Linked DNA regions of Mus musculus: all the other regions are linked to region 4. Evidence: chromatin contacts called from public HiChIP or PLAC-seq and promoter capture Hi-C data. All regions are on one chromosome and are shown on one strand. The core of a region is the stretch at or near the end of the contact, and the rest is flanking DNA. Distances in the headings are between cores, read along the strand shown.

The links. Promoter capture Hi-C pulls out the DNA fragments that hold promoters and counts their contacts. HiChIP or PLAC-seq counts read pairs in DNA pulled down with a chosen protein or histone mark.
Region 1: a promoter capture Hi-C map of hippocampal neurons shows a contact between it and region 4, with 6 times the contacts expected there. The contact joins the enhancer-like site here to the promoter of Nos1ap in region 4. A contact is called at or near these places in 10 of 39 promoter capture datasets (the 3T3-L1 cell line, 3T3-L1-derived adipocytes, the HPC-7 cell line and 5 more), 4 of 484 Hi-C or Micro-C datasets (bone marrow-derived macrophages, cerebral cortex, cortical neurons and 1 more), 14 of 115 datasets of contacts at active chromatin or transcription factors (SST interneurons, bone marrow-derived macrophages, embryonic basal ganglia and 9 more) and 3 of 9 other capture datasets (adipose tissue, liver and pancreatic islet).
Region 2: a contact with region 4 is called in an H3K27ac HiChIP or PLAC-seq map of SST interneurons, with 4 times the contacts expected there. The contact joins the enhancer-like site here to the promoter of Nos1ap in region 4. A contact is called at or near these places in 12 of 39 promoter capture datasets (the 3T3-L1 cell line, 3T3-L1-derived adipocytes, the HPC-7 cell line and 6 more), 1 of 484 Hi-C or Micro-C datasets (cortical neurons), 17 of 115 datasets of contacts at active chromatin or transcription factors (SST interneurons, bone marrow-derived macrophages, embryonic basal ganglia and 10 more) and 3 of 9 other capture datasets (adipose tissue, embryonic stem cells and liver).
Region 3: an H3K4me3 HiChIP or PLAC-seq map of forebrain shows a contact between it and region 4, with 6 times the contacts expected there. The contact joins the enhancer-like site here to the promoter of Nos1ap in region 4. A contact is called at or near these places in 12 of 39 promoter capture datasets (the 3T3-L1 cell line, 3T3-L1-derived adipocytes, the HPC-7 cell line and 7 more), 2 of 484 Hi-C or Micro-C datasets (bone marrow-derived macrophages and nephron progenitors), 16 of 115 datasets of contacts at active chromatin or transcription factors (SST interneurons, bone marrow-derived macrophages, embryonic basal ganglia and 10 more) and 1 of 9 other capture datasets (liver).

What each region holds. Positions count from the first base shown.
Region 1 is chr1:170,458,784-170,461,483 of GRCm38.p6, forward strand. The region is part of intron 2 of Nos1ap (nitric oxide synthase 1 (neuronal) adaptor protein); the gene reads right to left. Among named protein-coding and RNA genes, the nearest start is that of Gm46171, 81 kb to the right of the region's middle. Within about 2 kb of position 1,353, at least 40 of the 459 cell types and tissues checked have an H3K27ac peak or open chromatin away from gene starts, as enhancers often do. A contact at or near this core is called in hippocampal neurons, liver, neural progenitor cells and 3 more, where this site is marked.
Region 2 is chr1:170,384,251-170,386,950 of GRCm38.p6, forward strand. The region is part of intron 3 of Nos1ap (nitric oxide synthase 1 (neuronal) adaptor protein); the gene reads right to left. Among named protein-coding and RNA genes, the nearest start is that of Spata46, 77 kb to the left of the region's middle. Within about 2 kb of position 1,296, at least 4 of the 459 cell types and tissues checked have an H3K27ac peak or open chromatin away from gene starts, as enhancers often do. A contact at or near this core is called in SST interneurons, where this site is marked.
Region 3 is chr1:170,366,041-170,368,749 of GRCm38.p6, forward strand. The region is part of intron 4 of Nos1ap (nitric oxide synthase 1 (neuronal) adaptor protein); the gene reads right to left. Among named protein-coding and RNA genes, the nearest start is that of Spata46, 59 kb to the left of the region's middle. Within about 2 kb of position 1,266, at least 27 of the 459 cell types and tissues checked have an H3K27ac peak or open chromatin away from gene starts, as enhancers often do. A contact at or near this core is called in SST interneurons, embryonic basal ganglia, forebrain and 1 more, where this site is marked.
Region 4 is chr1:170,588,485-170,591,184 of GRCm38.p6, forward strand. It overlaps Nos1ap (nitric oxide synthase 1 (neuronal) adaptor protein), which reads right to left and starts at 1,365. Exons shown (of 10, transcript NM_001109985.2): 1 at 776-1,365. The coding sequence starts at 880.

The DNA of each region.
Region 1 (2,700 bases), core at 103-2,602, 130 kb before region 4:
AGTCTTAAGGAAAACATAAGATATTACAGCTGACAGGGGCAAAATCAGAATAATATTTTATTATTCTTACTATTCCATCTGCTGAGCCCTAGAGAGAGGAAGAAAGTGACAATCCAAAATAATGTTAAGAATTCATTAATAACAATGGCGTATTGGTAACTCAAGGCAAGCAACTACGCTATGCAGGAGAAATATGCAAATCTAAACATAGAGTCAGAAACCCCATGAGCTGTCAGCCATTCCTTATACTAGTTTATAATAGTTTAGATACAAAAAGTAAGCAAAATGATAACTCTGTAAGATGTTTCCTAGGCACATTGGAGAACAGTAAATATCTGATATGAGAGGAGAGGTAGGGGGAGATGCAAGGACTCATGGAGTAAAGGACCTCACAACAGGAGCGAGACCAGTGGGCTGGTAGAAGACGGAGATTGTTCAGCCATCTGAGTGGTGGGCAGAGAAGGGGAACACTGAGAGCTATTTTGAAGAGAAGACAAATTATCAAGTCAAATCAAAACCCAGATGCAAAGCAGCTCTTCCATCCTCTTGTTTGCAGGATGCTTTATTCCGGCCTCTGGTACAGCAATGACTGCTATTCTGTGTCCTTATCTTTCTCCCTCACCTCCAATCGACTGAGCCTGGAGAGGACCACATTGCACACACATCTCCCCAGCATCTAGCACAGAGCTTGGTAAAGGATACATGTGACATTGGCAATGAATGGATGAATGAATGAATGAATGAATGAATGAATGAATGACTTAGCAAATCAGTACCTTAAAAGGACTGAACAAAAGGGCTTCCTCTGAACACTATGGGCAATAGAAATTAAGCCCATGATGCACACCAAAAAACCCCACAACAACAACAACAATAACAATAACAACCCTGGCCCCCGAAAAATAACAAAAGGACAACACGTTTACTTGACATTTAATTGATTTCAATTTTATATGGCCTTTGATGGTTTTGATGTGCACATACCATGTTTTCACCACGTCCTCCAGACATCTTAGGTCCTGGAGGGCAGGGACTACAAACTTCTACTTCTCTGTCCCCCATTATAGTGCCTGGCACAGCACTAGATCCATGGAGTTAAACAGATATTCATTAAATAAACTTGAACAAAGAATATGAGAGGAGACAAGGAAAGTCACTTCAAGCAGGCGAGGCTCTTTCATTTCAGTTTACAGGAGAAATGAGCTGGCTATTTATCAGGCTCCATTGAGACAGGCATGCCTCTAGACAAAGGCAGCCTTTGAGAGCTACACGAGTGGCAGAGCCTTCTCCAGAGACCCATGCTTGGTATTTCCAAGGGAGAGCTATGGGTCAATAGTAAAATCCGCTGGCACGGGCACATGCCAGGGAGGTTGGCACAGCACCTGCCCAAGCTGGGACAGACTCCAGGCATCCTGACCAAAGTCAAGAAAGCTCATAATTCATCCAGTAGAGAACTTCAAAACTACCCAGTTCACTGCATAGCATGGACTGGACAATCAGATGTCAATCAGGGGGCGGGGAGGGGGGCTGGCACAACCTCCTTCACTAAAACAGTCAGAGTGAAGGTGGAAGGCTCAGCTTCCTGCTTCAGGCAACTCCAGGTGAGTAATCTGCCAGCAAATAGGCCTGCACAGGGTCAGTGGGAAACTCCTGTGAGCTGGCAGTACCCAGTATATCCACCACTGAACAAAAGGAGTAAAACAAAGGAGCTGATTATTAAAGAGGGAAAGGTTGTGCACAGGAAATGAAGGTGGTTATTATGGCCAGTGGTAGGGATGAGTGTTGCCAATCTACTTAAATACTATTTAAATGTGGATGGAACTAATGAAGGGGTCGTGATCACATGTTCACTTCCTAAGGAAACAGACCTGGGTTCCAGGCTCTCCAGGACTCCCTAACTGTATATAGATTCCTGGAGACTAGGGGGAGCAGCCTGTTCTGCCCCGATGTCCAGGGATACCAACCACCCACTTTGCCCAGACATAATACCCTACCTCCACTGTGCCATATTACAGAATAGTCAGAAATGGTTACGCTGGGCAACAGTCTGTAGTTTGTGGCTATAAACTCAAAGTAGCCATAAAGAAGCTTTCAAAGTAGTCTCCAGACTCCAAGTAACTGGTATTGTCTGTGAACTGTATATTGTACGTAAGTATGACTAAGGTACACTAGTTATATAGCAACAGCAGAAGTCCAGGGAGGGTCCAGGGTGTAAGAACGACCTGAGCAGAATGGGGACAGGGGACAATCTTCCTAGACACGCCACATGTCACCCCTCTCTCATCCCACTGCCTCTTTCCCAGATCTCCACCCATGGTTAGGTCTCCTAAACTGTTTTGCCTTACAAAAATCTAAGCTTCTCACAGTTACCATCTGCTGTCACCTTGTGGGCTTCTGTTTCCCTACCATTTCTAAATGCACGTCTGTTACCAGGTTTGGGGGAAGAAGACAGACTCAGAGCCTACATATCGCCCACCCCAATCCTCAGCTGCTCAGAGGTCCCCGATCTTTACCTGTTGATGAGGATGTGAGGGAGGAGCATACAGATGTACAGATGTACAGAGAGGACTGTGCTTTGTTTTCTTATTTTTTTTATGTTGGTGATTATAATTACAACACTTCTCCCTTCCCTTTCCTCCCTCCAAACTCTTCCAATCTCCTTCAAATTCATGGCTTTTTTCATTGATGGTTATGGCATGA
Region 2 (2,700 bases), core at 46-2,545, 200 kb before region 4:
TCTCTAGCACCCAGGTTACAACAAAACAACATTAATGCAATGTTCTAAGAGCTGTACACGGATCTTATATGTAAACGTAGTGCCAGTAGAAGTAGATAATTTGGGGCTGGCAAGACAGTTTAATGGTAAAGGCATTTGTTACCAAGCCCCCTCCCCCACTTCATGTGTACACACACAAATTTGATAAAAAGGTTTTTAAGAAACATTTAATTTGGGGCTAAAGTCAAACATGCTGTGGAAGCATAAGGGCCTGACTCTCGATTCCTAGACAGATGAAAGATAGATAGATAGATAGATAGATAGATAGATAGACAGACCAATTGACTGATAACACACACACACACACACACACACACACACACACACACATACACAAATGCAATATTTTTAAAAAAAGAAATAGCTATTTTAAGGTTGTAGAGAGGGCTCAGTCAGGAAAGTGTCTGGTATGTGAGCATTAAAGACCTGAATTTTGATTCCCAGCACCCATATAAAAGACACTGAAAGTATATGCCTAGAACATTAGTGTTGGGAAAGCACATGCCTAGAACATTAGTGTTGGGAAAGCACATGCCTAGAACATTAGTGTTGGGAAAGCACATGCCTAGAACATTAGTGTTGGGAAAGCACATGCCTAGAACATTAGTGTTGGGGAGGTAGAGGCAGGGGACCAGCCAAATGGAATCTATGAGTTCTAATATCAGGGAGAAACTATATCTCAAAAATAAGGTAGACAATGATAGAAGATACTCAACATTGACCTCTGTACTCCATGCACATGGGTACATACCTACAAAACATACACATACAACACACACACACGCACACACACACACACACTCTCCACCCACCCTGCGCCCCTCTTTCCCCACTTGTGTGTGTGTCTCTAATGAGAAGGACCATGTCTTCTCTAACATGCTATCTCATCTACTTTGGAAAGTGGAAAAGGCAAAACCAAAACAAAGCCACAAACCACATAGGCATACCCATAATTCCTCAATGCATCTGTCCCATAGTTCCCAGAACATGGTGGATCTATGGTAAGTACTGTTCATTAGCATGTTAAAGCCACCTGTCTTCACTGACAATCTGTCACCTTAGCGGATCCCAGCACAGTTAGTGGTTTACTGAAGAAATCACATGGAACCTAGCTGTTTAACAGAAAAATCCCTTAGACGACGATCAAGGTTAATCTTAGGATTCTACTCCTCAGCACACGGTGCTGTAGTGTGATTCAGGGATTATAACAAGTAACCATGATTAGATACATGAAAAAGATAATTACTTGGGCCTCCTTGAACATCGAAAATGATGTTCTGATTGGAGGACATCAAAGCAAAGCCAATTATCTTAGCAACTGAGCTTATGATACTAATTCAACTTAAGATTCATTATCTGCTGGCATCGGTTCAGGAGGAGAGCGTTCCTAGATGCTTGGTAACAAAGCCAAAACGGTGGTTCTTACCCAGCAGTGAGATGGCTGCATCATAGCTCGCTACGTCCCGAGCTAGTGGGAAGTGTACAAAGATCTGACTCTCCTGGACAAATCCAACTAAAATCCTACTTTGATTACTCTCTCTCTCTCTCTCTCTCTCTCTCTCTCTCTCTCTCTCTCTCTCTGTGTGTGTGTGTGTGTGTGTGTGTGTGTGTGTGTGTGTGTGTGTGTAAAATGCTTGCACATGTCAGTCCCAGGTGTGTTATTCCTCAGGATGTTGAGACAGGGTCTATCCCTGGCCTGGAGCTGTACAAGGAGATTAGGCTGGCTGCTGGCAAGTCCCAGGGATGCACCTGTATCCATTGCTGGGTGTGTTCATGTGGCACATGTACATGTTTTACACGTGTTTGGGTGAATATGTGTACATCTGCATATGTGTACACTGTAAAAGTCCAGAGTTGACGTCTGCTGTTGTACTCCATTTACTGAGATAGTCTTTCACTGAAGCTATAGATCACTGACTCCTGTCTAGCTAGCCAGGACCCCTGCCCCCATTTCCCAAGTGTTGGGGTTACAGAAGCCAACATGCCTGCCTGGATCTTACCCAGGTGTTAGGGATCTTGAACTCCGGGCTTTACACTTAGAGAGCAAGCTCTTTGTCCACTGAGCCCTCTCAAGACTCCATGTTCAGCTTCACTGGTTCTGGGGACCGAACCCAGTAATCTCTCCAGTCCTTGCTCAGCCTTAAACTGACATATTGACAGAAAAGGAGAATGGCGTGGTGACCTAAAGAAATACCTTAAGACATCACTATATCCCACTGCTAAGTTCTACTGGATTTCAAGACCCCCACCACACACAAATAGCATTCATTCATCCAGCTAGCCAAGTGCCACAGCTAATGAAAACATACTCAAAATGTCTAACCATCCAGGAAAACGCTGAGCTCACAAAGACAGCCCTGCCCTTCAAAGCTCACTGAGAGGTAGGGGGCCCTTTAAAAGATGTCTCCTCTGGTGGGAAGAACTTCGCCATTGATCAGTTATAGATAATTTGAAGACAAACTGGAGTTTTGGGAGTTGTGTGACCTCAGAGTGTCCCCAGAAGACTGCAACAGTGTGGCCAACCTTTAGTTGCTGACGTCTGTCTGCTTTCTTTGCAGCCCATTCTGTTGTCAGAGGCTTGAGTACATTCAGGTGACCTGAATTTATATACAAGCTTTAAAAAGCACGGCTCCACGGCTCGTGCTGAGATCTGAGCCGAAA
Region 3 (2,709 bases), core at 16-2,515, 220 kb before region 4:
CAGCCATTAGTCAAGAAAATGCCCCATAAACTCGCCTAGAGGCCAATCTGATGGAGGTAAGTTCCCAATTGCAATTCCTTCTCTACAAATATGCCTAAGTTTGTGTCAAGTTAACAAAAACGGACCAGTATAGCATTTGCTGTGCAAGGCCTGGTGACCCGAGTTCGATCCCAGGAACCCACATCAAAGCAGAGAGAACCAACTCCACAAAATTGTGGCCTGACTTCCATGTGTATTCATCAACATACACGCATATCACATAAACATACTCAATGACAAATTAATAGAACTAAAAAGAACTTAGGATTGCATCATATTTCCCTAAACATCTGCCCTACCATAGGAGTAGAAGTCAGAGTGAAAGCCTTGGATAGGGGTTGAGTCCTTTTGTAATTACATTCCCATTGATTTCTACAGAGTAGCATATGCTGACATCGGAAAAGAGGGAATGAAAGCAAAGGAATAAAGAGGAAAAGAAAGGTCACACAAATTTCTAATAGAGCATGAGACTGCAATAAAAGATTTATAAGTCATTAATCCTTGCTGGAAACTCAGTGTCCACTCTAGGTGTTTACTGAGTCTCACTGTGCACCAGTGAAATTTTGGGGACCTTTTCTGCACTATGGAATAAAGACATAATCCAGAACCTGCCCATCAAAGAAGATAAAGACTGCCTATAACTCTACAGTAATGAGAACAAGGGGAGGAGAGATAAAATGAACAGAACTAAAAGATAAACAAGAAAAGCATGTGGTCGGGATGTAGCTGAAATGATGCAGAAAAACCTTGGAGAAATGCCTGGGTATTTTGACACCCGAAGAAAATATACAATGAGCACAAAAGGAGCCATTTTTATGAAGGCTATCAAAGCCAGATCATGAGAAACGAACTGTAAGACAGTGGTGAAGATAGGACCATGACTTTAGGAAGGAAGGAGGGTTGACAGAGGACATACGCTTGCATGAGGTCATCAGGAATAAGAAGCAGTTATTTAAGGCAGGGGACAGCTGAACATATGTGAAGGCAGCCAGAGAGCCTGTTGAGACCAAGTAAAGGAGAACAAACAGCAGCTTAAGCTGGGCACAAAAGGAAGGTGCGTCCAGGACAGACACACTGGTAGTGGTATGAAGATGCTCTAAGGCATCAGAGGCAAGCCTCAGAATCTCACAGAGAAAGGGGTCTCCCACAGGCACTGAGGGTGTAGCATTGACAAGCAGAAGAAGGTGAAAGGGTTAGGGCATTAGTGAGGGGATTTCTCCCAGAGTGAACAAGGGATCACAGAGCAGCCCTGGGAGGTAACAGACGCCAGACAGAATGAATGCTCTCCCCCTCTCCTTGTCAGTTCTTTTCATAATGTTCTCCATGCAGAAAATTGGGTGAGTTATTCTTGCTCATGCATATGTATGAGACACTGTAAAGGAAAGGTCTCAAAGCTGGAAGAAATAAAAACATCAACTCTTCATGAAGCATTACTCATGGTTGGAGTGACAGAACAATTATCTTTGTCAAATGAGCTGTCCAGAAACGCCATAGGAGAGTTAGGGAGAAAACCCTAGGCCGGGCTGCCTGCGTGCTCCTAATATGGGTTTTTCCAGTTTAGCAGGGGCTCCATAAGAAGCCGGATGACAGGAGGTAAGAACTGGAGGAGGGAAAGTGCTCATCCTTATAGAAACAGTCCAGGAAGCTGCAGATAACCACACCGTCACTTAGGAGATGTCATAAGCAAGGGCTGGCTCAAACTCCAAGTCTGCACCTCCTTCCATGACCTTTTATGAACCTTTGTAGCTTGGGTTCTATCTTAGAGCACATCGTGAATTGAGAGCAGGGTTTGAGTTGTGAAACTATGGTGGTTTGGAAGAAGGTGCTATGGTTTGGCTGTGTCCTTAGTAGTTCATATGTAAATGCATAGTTCTTAGTATGATGCTATTGGTTGGTGATGGAATCTTTGAGAAATGGAGTCTTATAAGAGGCTCCTTAGGTCATTGGCAATGATCCCCAAAGGGGACTATGGAATCCACATCCATTTTCTCTTTCTTTCTGCTACCTGGCTCAAGATGTGACCAGTGACTTAAGTGTGTACCTCAATTATAAGCAACCTCCACTAGAGGTTCAAACCAATGAAGCAATCTGAACTGTGAGCTGAAATACACCTCATATCACTATATAAGTAACCAGGGCAGAGTATTTGCTATTATGACTGAAATTTGACTAATGCAGAAAGGATGTGTGGTGGTTTGAATAGATATAGTCCCCTATACCTATAGGTATAACTCATGTGTTTGAATGCTTGGCCCATAGTGACAATATATTAGGAGGTGCAGCCTTGTTAGAGTAGGTGTAGCCTTGTTGGAAGAAGTGTGTCAGTGGGGGTAAGCTCTGAGGTCTCCCATGCTCAAGGTATGCCCAGTGTGGTACACTGTCTCCTTCTGCAGCCTGTGGATCAAGATGTAGAGCTCTCAGCTCCTCCAGCACAATGTCTGCCTGCATACTGCCATGCTTCCCTCCATGATGATAATGGACTAAACCTCTGAACCTGTAAGCCAGCCCCAATTCAATGTTTGCCTTTATAAAACTTGCTGTGGTCATGCTGTCTCTTCAGAGCAATAAAACCCTAACTAAGACAGGATACCATGGAGCAGAATCAACTCTGATTTTAGAGGGACAGTATACATTTCTGAGAGTTTTAAGGGTACTGAAAGTGTTTTTCTT
Region 4 (2,700 bases), core at 115-2,614:
TCCACTGCAGTCTTAGAAGCCAGAACTCCTTACACAGAGAGGTGCCTCATGGTCAGGTCACCGGGTTGCCTGTCTTATACACAACCACTGGTCCAGCGAGGTTTCCACTCCACCCCTCCCCCAAGGGTGGCTTTGGCCTTGACCCTGCAAATTCCAGTCTGGGCTAAATTCTTCATCAGCAACTGCTGAGATTTAACAGTGCACCACAAAACTAGAAAACAGGTTTCACCCCACTACTACACCAATGACTGACACATGCTAAAGTGTCCAAAAGCAGACATTTGGGAAGTAACTTTTAACACCTACACTCAACTACTTGGAATGAGTGTGTGTGTGTGTGTGTGTGTGTGTGTGTGTGTGTGTGTGTGTGTGTGTGTGAAATATACACATATATATATAACTTTTTTAAAAACCGGTCAGGAAACAAGCATTCTCCTTTTAAAACACCTCCAAAAGCACCTCTCTCATGGGAGGCCAGCAGGTAAATAACACCAGCGCTTCCTTAAAGCTTTCTAAAGAGCCAGACATGCAGGCTGCGCTGCTCAGCCTTCTCCGGGAAGTAACTCAATCCAGCCTTGGCGGGCGAGGATGGGGTGTCTGCAGGTAGGAGACGGGGAAGAGGCAGTACACCTCAAACTTTGCAGGTGCTCATTTTTAGCTGTTCTGGGCAAGAGCTGAGAAAGGCCTAGCCCACCTGCTCTGAGTCCAGGACCGCTGGCACCCCATTCCCCCAGACCTGCCCTCTCAGGGCACTGCCCTCCCGGTGGCCCCTCACCTTGGCCTCAAAAGAGATGCCGTGCTGGAAGGCGTCCTCGTTGTGCAAAGGGATCCGTAGATCGTGCCCATCGTCCACAAGGTTGTACTTGGTTTTGCTGGGCATGGTGACCCGCGGCGGACCCGCTGCTCCAAGGGGGCGGCGGTGGCGGCGACGAGAAAGAGCTGGCGAGACCCTGTGCAGAGAACAGTGGGGCCGGGCGAGGCGGCGGCGAGGACCCGGGTCGTGAGGTGGGCAGCCTGGGTGCCAGGAGGTGGCAGGGGTGAACCGGGAGCCGAGCCTCCCGAGGGCCGAGCGGCAGGGGCGGCGCGGATGCGGCTGGCGCGAGCAGCTCGGTGGCCGCGCTCTGACTACGGGGAGGCGGCCAGGCGGCCGGGCAGGCGGGAGCGAGCGGCGCGGAGCCCCGGACCGGGACGCCGAGCGAAGGGCGCACGGCCAGAAGCGGGACTAGACCGGGAGTCCGATCCCGAGCTCGGCGCGCACGGCCCGGGACGAGGAAGAAAGGCAGCGGCGGCGGTGGTGGCGGTGGCGGCGGAGCAGGGTGCCTGTCACGGAGACGCCGGATCGGCTGCCAGCCCGCGGCTCCTCCTGCGGGGCGGGCCTGGACCGACTCCTCCCGCGCGCTAGAGCCCCGCCCGCCGCCGCCGGGTCCGCCCCGCGCCCCGCGCCCCGCGCGCGCCCAGCAGGTGAAAGTCCCCGCAGCGCTGAGCCGAGACCCGGGAACTTCGCCCTGGCCAGACCGCAGGAGCGTGGCGATCCAGGCGCAGTCCGCTTAACTAGTAGTGGCGAAACGGCATCGCCTTGCATGTGTGTGTTTGTTTTGGTTTTGTTTGGGGAGCCCGAGAGAAGCGGTGTTAATATTGGGTTTTGTTTTCCCAAGAAGGCCAGAGATCTATCCCAGATACCCTCGGTCTGGACAGCATTAATTCAGAGATCCCCGCTTCTCCTCAGAATCAAGGCGAAAACCAAATAAGAGGGCTGTCTCCAGTGCTTTTTGTCCCTTTGGGTGTGTGGCTTGCATTTGGGGGCTCAGCAGGGTTTCTTTGCGAAGAATTTAAATATATAAAAGTCGTCAGCCTCGTAGAACTGGAGTAGGCTGCACTAGGGACAAGAAATTGCAGAATGTTCTTATGTCATTTATTAAAGTTTTTTAACTGGCTGGTGATAAGAAAGAAAGGAGAAAAGAAATAGGAAGGAAAAGAAAAGAAAAGAAAAGAAAAGAAAAGAAAAGAAAAGAAAAGAAAAGAAAAGAAAAGAAAAGAAAAGAAAAGAAAAGAAAAGAAAAGAAAAGAAAAGAAAAGAAAAGAAAAGAAAAGAAAAGGAAGAAAGAGAACGTTTCCAGAATTCTGTGAGGCTTCTTATTGAAGCAAGAAGGAACGTGCCAAAGCAGGATTTGAGACCTGAGTGTGTAAACCTCATAGATACAGGGTTGTGTAACAGTTTCCTTTGAAATTGAAACATTCTGTCCAGCGTCCAGCAGGGAAGGTCTTTAAACTGGAAGGTAAACAACTCCAAGAAGTTTCAGGAAGTCCCTGAAACTGGCCAGATCCACCAGGCCCCTCCCTGCCAGAGTATAAACAAGAAAATCAGAGAGGCTCAAGTAACTTGAAGCTGAGCTGCAAAAGCAGTCTCTCGGAGGAGATAAACTGCAAAGACTCAGACCAGACCTAGAAGCAGCAGAAACCAGCTAAGCTGCCAGGAAGAGGTTTAGATCAGATCAGAGTCACTTGGAAAGGACACTCTCCAACCTGTTGAGCTGCCTGTGGGCTTCGAAGTGTACTCCAGGTCCCCAGCTTTTGTGCGCTGTCACCAATACTGGTCTGGGCCTTGATGATGCAGCTGTCTTTGAGACATTTCTGGTCCTGTAGGTAGCCTCTCACCCATTGTCCTGTAAGTAACTGCAGTAAAACCCATAACCAAGTGGA